Linked DNA regions of Arabidopsis thaliana: region 2 is linked to region 1. Evidence: chromatin contacts called from public capture Hi-C data. All regions are on one chromosome and are shown on one strand. The core of a region is the stretch at or near the end of the contact, and the rest is flanking DNA. Distances in the headings are between cores, read along the strand shown. Region 1 holds the start of UMAMIT20 (nodulin MtN21 /EamA-like transporter family protein). Region 2 holds the start of AT4G08360 (KOW domain-containing protein).

Region 1 (4,627 bases), core at 1,862-4,361:
TTAATGCGAATGAAGCATACTCATTACATAAACGATCATAATGACGGAGATTCTAGCCATAGCAATTTTGATGCTCTTAGCTCGATCATCCATTGCTAGATCCAACATAATGATATTAATCCCACCGAGCATATAAATGAATTCCAAGGAAATATCAATGATTTACAGGACATGTTCTAGGTCGACCCCAAAAGAAAAGAAGTAATTTAGTAAAGTTATTGTTGTCTTTGGTTGAGTTTTGTAACTCACGATAGGGGTAACTCTAATCGAAAAAAAGGCATTTTTCAATCTGGACTATTTAAAAAGTGCGTTTTTCAACCTGAACAAACGATAAGTGATATATAATTTATACTTAAACACGTAAAAATTTAAAAAACCTACTTGAACTATTGATATAGTGCTTGGTTATAAATTCACGTTAACAAATGTTAGTCAACACTAATGATTGCTGACTCAGCTGACACATATGTATTGACGTAGCTTATTCTTCAACTACAATGATGTGTTTTTGCTATTTTGAAATCAATTTTAAAAAAAAAAACCTGTAAAAATAGTGATTCGAACCGGAAACCCGTTTCCCCAACTCGGATTCCCATCCCAGGATCGTATCCTATCATATACACATGCGTTTGGCCATCCATAAACGTCTTAAGTGGCATGAAGATCTCGATTTCTAATGACCTTGGAAATTACTTTGGGTTTCAGCTTTGAGATTACTGGTTTTAGCAAATAGCATATTTCTATGGAGACTCTAAAATACGAAACTTGGGAGAAGTAATAATAATAATGACCGCAGATTTTTGGGATCTATTGTTCATTATAATTTTTGAGTTAGACATCTCACACAACTAGTCACGAAGCTTTGTTTTTGTGTGATTTGGACCTGACCAACTACAACTTATGTAACTATCAAAACATAAAAATAATTTCATGTATTTCATACCAAATGCATACAAATACATATGTATTTATTTTAGTCGAATACAAATATGTATTTATAACTCGAGAAATGCTTTCTTCACTTATATTCCAGATGTGTTACTATGCGCACCACCAGGAATGGTCACATTGCTGTTGTCGCTTATAGAAGAAACCAATTTGTTGTCATCCTCACTTTTAGTTGTGATAGGCAATTCTTGGAGGCTATTCTTTTCAAGGATATCTAATCCGGATACTTCATAGTCTTTTCCTTTTCCCCAAACAACCATATACAAACCCGCGGCGATCACTGCCCCTCCTATTACACTGAAACATAACCAAAATATAAGGATCAAGAATAAGTATTTTGATGGTTACTAATGTAATGTGTCTACATTTATGTAACGTACCATCCGAAATGGATTTGTTCATGAAGAATAAAAGAGGCAATGAGAGCTACAAGAATCATGCAGAGAGGGTTAAAGGCAGTAACAAAAACTGGCCCTCTCGTCTTCATAACCATCCCTTGAACATAGTACGTTATCCCCGAGCTAACTATTCCCTTCATTAAATCAAATTTGTTGATATTTGTCTCAATTGATTGATTATGGTTAAAACTAATATATATAATCTTACTGTATAAAGAGGTGCAAAAAGCCTTGCATCCCAACCAACCGCCCATCCGCTAGGGTGTCTCTCCACCACAAGCGCTACCGCGAAGCTTTGGACAGCCCCGGCTAGGCATATTAAGGCTGATAATGAAAGATCGGCAGGGTACGTCTTTATTGTTATCGACTGAATCAACCAATTAACAAAAATTTCGAAGTTTATATTACTTGGTTTGTGGATTGATAAGTATATATTACGTATGATCAAAAAAGTAAGGAGCGTACCTGTAAAACATAAAAACCAGACCAAGCAACACAACCGAGGAGAATCAACAAGGTTCCAACAACCCAATTGTTATGGTCTTGTGAATTATTTGTATGTCCGTTTTGTTGATCCATATTCGGGTTAGACCACGGTAAAGGAATAAGCGGACCTTTGTACAATGTCATTACTAGTGCCCCTCCAAGACCCACCAATGTCCCAATGATCTTTGCTTTGCTTCGTACCTCCGCTATGTTAACTTTCTCCATTCTATTCACATATCACCCGTTTATTACAATCAATTCGGTTTTAAAGATGTGTTCAAAGTTTAAACCATAGATTACCTTAAAATCCAAGCTATTATAAATGTGACAGAAGGAAGAATGTTCATGATCGCAGATGTATATGTTGCTGATGTCATGTTCATCCCCAAGTAACCAAAACCCTGATCCAAGACTGGCCTACACACAAGCCGGGACAAAAACATATATGTATTAAGGTACTTGCAACTTTATGAAATATCATTGTTTTTTTTCCCCAAAACATAATGTTTATTGTTTTGACTTAAGAATGTGAAATGGAAAGCTTAGTCCTTACTCTAAGAAACCAAGTGCCATTATTTTCCACAAAACCGATAGTGTCATCTTCGGCCTCACTTTCCTACAAAACCAAAACCAAAATAATCCGATTTTATGTTTTAGTAACAGGAAGAAACATATTAGACCACAACATGCTAATTAAGAAACAATGAAATGTATAGTAGTACTGTGTCTAAAAGAAGAACATTATAAATATTGTTTAAACATAGACTGACCTTTCAAAGATGAGTGCAAAAGGTGCAAGGACAAGAGCAGCCACAAGATTACGATACACAATTACGACGTAACGGTTCTGGCCTTGGTTAAGAGTGGCCATAATAACAATATATGTTCCTGCTGCTCCAAATTGCAAAAAGATCATTAACAAATAAGGCCTTAACTTATGCATAGTTGCACTAACACCCTCCATGGTTATTGAAATTTTGTGTTTATTTTTTTTTTCTGTCAAGGTTATTGAAAGAGTATGGATGAACAAGTCTTCTTATATAAAAACATCAAAAAGGTGATATAGAGTTTTGGATAAACATGAGAACTAGTTTTTTCCCTCGATCGAGAGTCATGTAGAGTAGCAAAAGGAAAAACAAAAACTATAAAGTATATACATGTATATGAAATATAATTATTTATTAGGACACGACCAATGAGATACGTTTGTTCAATAAAGAAAGATGATAATTGCTGTTTTGGATTGGTATGGGTTCGTTCATGGAATTGAAAAGCAAACAATATCATATAATGGCTCTGATGATTTCTTTTGCTAACACTATTATCCTGTTGCACACGTCATAGGCTCTCTTTTTTTTTTTGTTCTTGCCCAACTTGAAAAACACGTAAACCTAAAATCTACACGTCTATTGTTAGCTACGTACGTGTATGTTTGGTTTAAGTGTCACGAAGAGTCCGAACGTTTTATGTTAAATGTTCATCAGAAAGCACGTGGAAAAGACTTCGGATTTCCAGTATAACCGCTGTTAGTTATTCATGCTTGTCTTTTTCTTTGTAGGAAATGTAAAGAATTAATAAACAAAAAAAAAACAAAGCAGAGAATTAGCAAACCCTTTTACAAAAAGGAAAGAAGAAAACAGAGAATATGTATGTGTGAGATTGGGCGTGTTAAAGCAGCCTAAGCTTTTCCATTTTCAAAAAAGGTTTTTGTTGAGGCTGATTCGTTCTATTTAAAATATTTTTTTTTTGTTTTATATTTTTTCGGTATTATAAATTGTAAATTATGAGAATTGTTATATACACGATTGTATAACGGACGATTTCTTTCGACTCTTAATAGATCCAGGACAAAAGTCACTTCTTTCTCCAAATCTTTTTTCTTTTTTAATCTCCATGCTTTTGATAGACACTTTCAATGATCTATGACCTAACGACGTTCTATCTGCGTAGAATTCTGACGAACGGTTATAATTGAATATCGTTGGAGATCTCCTACACACTTGTCTCTATTAATCTGCAAATTTTTAAATAAACATAATATCTTGACCTCGAAACTCTAACCTCTTAATGTATATAAATATTAATGAACTCTTAGATAACCAATATACCAAAGGGTTTCCCCATTTTATTCTTTGTTAAACCGTAATTATTTGGATATCACGCCAATAATATTGTCTAGTCCTTTTAAGTTGTTCCATTTAATATTGCCAAGTAAGATTATTAAAGAATTCTTTTACGTCATTCCATAAAAAAAAAACTGCGATTCTAACATCAGTCCTAACTCTTAATCCGTTCTAGTTAAAAAAAATTACACTAAACTTTTTATTGTTTTAGAATTATTACAAATTAAATTTTATTCAACTAAAACTCAAAACATAGCATAATCTTAATTAGTATCATACACGTCAAAATACAAATTAAACCATAGATAGAAACTAAAGAATTGTCTTATATAAAAAAAAAAGGCGAAGAGGTAGTTCAATTCTTTACAAAAACTATGATTACATTTGCCCTAAATGAGATGCAGTCTATGATAATATGGCGATAATATATGGAGGCAAATACGCTACAGACTATATTATTAGGGATAAAAATGCATATAGTTTCTTTATAAGATGCCAAGAAACTAGTATTTAGTTGAGGAATTAAGGTTTATCTAAACTATTTATAAATATAAAACGTACGGGATGGATTCAAAAATCCCTTATTAATTTTTTTTCTTGACGTTCAAAACGTGAAAACAGGATGAAAAAGCCACATACCATTTATGCCCATCGCTTATCTGTTGGTTTCTT
Region 2 (4,425 bases), core at 423-2,922, 57 kb before region 1:
AAACAATCTTACATTGATGCAAACTCACTACATCATATTAAAGAGAAACAAGGGGAGATGGAAGAGAAAATCAATAGAATCACATATTTCAAGAGAATGCTTATTCACATATTTCAAAAACCCTGAAACTTTTGATGAACGATGGAGTGAATGAGAATATACATGAGTGTCAAAGAGAAGAAGTCATTGAACAATGTAGCCAACGCGATCTTTTCTTTTTACACCATATGTCTTGTTCAATGGCTTCAAATAAACTAGCGAAAGCCGTTCTTGTTTTGGTCATATAGTGAATCTTTAATTCACTTGATAAATCTAGCATCAATAGTTATTCATAATAGGTTGGAAAAAAAGTAAGGGGATCTTGCAAGGGAGGGGACCAACATGCTAAACTAAAAATGTAGAAAACAAATACAAATGTAGAGAAATTTGAAATTATAATAGACGGTCTCACAAGATGAAACTAAACTTTCATTAAAACTATCATGGTTGCACAAACTTGGCTAATAAGGCCAGGTCCAGAATCTTGACGTCAAGATTACCATCTATCTTAACAATAGCATCCAACCCGTCGATTCCGATCAGCTTACATGTAAGCCCAAGGTATGAACCCCCAAGGATTTTCACATGATCACTCTTCCTTGGACGAACTATCTCCAATTCGCTTGAGGGGACCATTATAGTGTCACCTTCCCCACCAGACCCAAGAGACACTTTACACATTCCATCCTGACAAAAAAGTAAGCACATGGGAAGAATGTATGCGTTAGAAAGGAGCTATCATTTATAATCACTTCTCGTAATCAAGATCATTGAACTTTGTTGTATGGTTTTGTTTATCATTATTTTTTTTATGTACGTAATGTTAAATAAGATTCAAAAGTAAATAAACTTTTTTACATCAAGTGCATCGTAATTTATATATAGGAGGTAGATTGAGAGCTAAGATTTTCTTCGTAAAGAAAGCTTAGAAGACTAAAAACCGACTTTGGAGCCAGCATTGGAAGCTAGCATCATATCGCCGGTCCTTTTGTCTTTGAATTGTGGTGATCCTGTTTATCATTATCTGTTCTCTTTTGTATTAAATAAAATTCTGGAGTTGGTTAAAGGCAAAAGACTCACCGAGACATCTCGAATGACGCCTACTTCGCTGTTGTGTACGGTAACCAAAATATCAGGCATGAACCGCACTTCAACATCCTCATCTGTGGCAAATACGAAAAGCTAAGAAAATAGCCATAGATGTGAAACATCTTGCGTATGAAACGTTGACGAACATAAAGGAGATGCATGGAATTCAACAATACTAAAAGGAATTCACACCTAACTATTTAATTGCTAAGACTGATCATGCAATTAAAAAAAAACAAAATCTAGCACGTAGAGTGTTGAATATATTACCTGAATATTCTTCGGCACATGAATGATGATCCATATTATTTGAAGTTATTTTTACCTTCCCAAATTTAGTGCTTTTACCGGAAACTTGATCAGACATGTTTGTCTCTCAGGTTTTGGTTCCTCGAACTGATCTCTCTTAAATCGAATGATTTGATGTGACTATCTATCTAGGATTATGAAACCCAAGTCCAATTAGGTTTACAAATTACAACATGGATTAAGCTTCAAAGAAAGCATAAGAATAAAAGTAATCTTAAACCGAGTTATGGTTTAGATCCTAACCGAGTTATGGTTTAGGAAGTGATAAGCTCAAATCTCTTTAGGAGTTATCTAAATAAGTGCTTTCCTAATAGGATTAGGACTAGAGTTTTTATATAAATAGAGGTGCTAAGTTATGGGATAAACCAAACCCCACTTTCTAATCCAATTAGGTTTACAAATTACAACACGTTGACTTTCAAACTAACTTACGTGGGCTAAAAGCAAACCCACTTCCTAATCCAATTTCTATTCTCTCTTTTTCTCCTCTTTCTCTCCTCTCCTCTATCACTCGATCTAGTTTTCTTTCATCTCCAAATCTCGGCTTTGGTTATGTCTTGACTCTTGACACCGTGATTTTTCCAAATTTTAATTGAAACCCTAATTATTGTTTACTGGGCAGATTAGTGTTGGGCTTGCAAATATGACTTTTAGGCTTGTAAAAAGAATTTATTTGGTTTGTAATGTCTGTTTATAATGTTACAGTGAGCTGTCAAAAATGGAACGGTAATGTTAGAATAGTTAGCTTTATTTTTCTTACATATGTCGTACTACTTGACCCAAAAAAAAAAACTAGCCAACCCCGAGTCTAATTTTTAAAATTACCCGAATAGGTCTACAATCAAAAAAAAAAAACCGAACTCAACCTAAACCAAATCTAATACCCGTGGATACCCGAATACAAATATACATTTAAAAATATTAGTTATATTTATATTTATAATACCTTAAATACTCAAAATTACAATTATAAATTTGGATATACTATATATTTTGTAGTAATACATATATATTTGGATATATTTGAGATAAAAGTAATCAATGTTATTTTTTCTTTTAAGTAATTTAAGTATTTTTGTTTACATTTGGTAAAGAGTAACCAATGTATTTTCTCGTAATCGGGTATTTTGGTCAGATTTTAGTATATATGAATAAAAAATCTGATCCGAACCCAAAACTATTTTGGAATTTTTGGTTATTTTTGGACTTTTTTATTTATTTTTTTACTAAAATAATCGAACCCGAACCCAAACAAAAATTTTAGAATATCAAGATTGTCAACCCCTACCCAAAGAGACCCGAAACCCAAAAAAAAAACGATTGGGTATGTGTATCTGAATGTCTAGACCTATTAAACTTTAATTTATCGTATAATTCCAAATCATCGAGAACAAAGGTCACATTGATTGGGTGATGATACCATCGTGATAATTCATTCATAATAGATCTATATATATATTTACGTGATTTTTTTCTTCATGATACAGAGATACAGTGCTTAAACTCACTATCATGTTCTTTAGCATATCATGATCCATTCTGTTTTTTCATATACTCATATTCGATATATGATATTTAGATATTTGTTAGAATCAATGTGTAGAATCAACGTATTATTCATTGTGTTAGGACTTAGGACCATTATATAGTTAGTCAATAAGTAATGTGATCACTTTGATATAAATGAGTAGAATCAACGTATTCTTTATTGCGTTTGACCATTATATATATAGTTATTTAAAAATTATGTGATCACTTTGATATAACTAGAGATGTTAATGATGGGTTAAAACCCACTGGGTACCCAAAACCCACATAAAATTTTAAGCCCATAAATCTACTTTTTCTAGAAAAAAAATACAGGTTTAAAATGGGCTGGGTACCCAAATAAATAAAACCCATATGGGTTTACCTTATTGGGTTATGGGTACCCACGGTTTTTTTTAAGTCATTTTTCAGGTGAATCAACATTTTCTTGTCAAAAAAGATTTCACATTTTTTCCCCTAAACCGCGATTTAACAGTTTACCGCCAAAAAAGACATTCAACATTTTCCCGCCAAAAAAGACATTCAACATTTTCTCGTCAAAAACGACAATCAACATTTTCCCGCCAAAACGCAATTCAACATTTTCGCGCCAAAAACGACATTCAACATTTTCCCGCCAAAACGCAATTCAACATTTTTCCGCCAACAACGCTATTCAACATTTTCCGCCAAAAATAATTTCACATTTTCCCGCCAAAAACTCAATTTAACATTTTCCCGCCAAAAACGACATTCAACATTTTTCCGCCAAAAAGATTTCACATTTTCCGGTCAAAAACGCAATTTAACATTTTCCCGCCAAAAAATGATAATCAACATTTTTTTTGCCAAAAACGCAATTTAACATTTTCCCGCCAAAAACGACATTCAACATTTTCCCGCCAAAACGCAATTCAACATTTTCGCGCCAAAAACGATATTCAACATTTTCCCGCCAAAACGCAATTCAACATTTTCCCGCCAAAAACGCAATTTAACATTTTCCCGCCAAAAACGACATTCAACATTTTCCCGCCAAAAAGATTTCACATTTTCCGGTCAAAAACGCAATTTAACATTTTCCCGCCAAAAAAGATATTCAACATTTTCCCGCCAAAAACGCAATTTAACATTTTTTCTCCAAAAAACGCAATTTAACATTTTCCCGCCAAAAACGCAATTCAACCTTTTTCCCATCAAATATATATGTAATACAGAAAATAAATATAATTTAAAATATATTAATAAGCAAAATATAGATACAACATACATATAATAGTATATTAACAGTTAAAAATAAACTCTAAAAAAATGATAAAAACCAAGTTGGGTACCCACGGGTAGTCTCGGAATAATCAGTTTTTTCGGGCTTTACGCACTTAATCAAAAACCCATCTGAGTTTTCTAAAGTTGAGTTTTTGGTGGGCGGGTTTATTTTGGGTTCAGGTCGGGTTGGGCTTT

Evidence for each region. Capture Hi-C pulls out chosen DNA fragments and counts their contacts.
Region 2: a contact with region 1 is called in a capture Hi-C map of seedling, with 1.9 times the contacts expected there. A contact is called at or near these places in 1 of 26 Hi-C or Micro-C datasets (root) and 3 of 3 other capture datasets (root, seedling and shoot).

Annotation. Positions count from the first base shown.
Region 1 is chr4:5,237,257-5,241,883 of TAIR10.1, reverse strand. UMAMIT20 (nodulin MtN21 /EamA-like transporter family protein) reads right to left here and starts at 3,111. Exons shown (of 7, transcript NM_116898.4): 1 at 2,603-3,111; 2 at 2,386-2,448; 3 at 2,133-2,249; 4 at 1,812-2,058; 5 at 1,555-1,713; 6 at 1,329-1,480; 7 at 772-1,245. The coding sequence starts at 2,796. The coding sequence ends at 1,023.
Region 2 is chr4:5,293,003-5,297,427 of TAIR10.1, reverse strand. It overlaps AT4G08360 (KOW domain-containing protein), which reads right to left and starts at 1,672. Exons shown (of 3, transcript NM_116905.3): 1 at 1,399-1,672; 2 at 1,120-1,202; 3 at 344-726. The coding sequence starts at 1,495. The coding sequence ends at 481.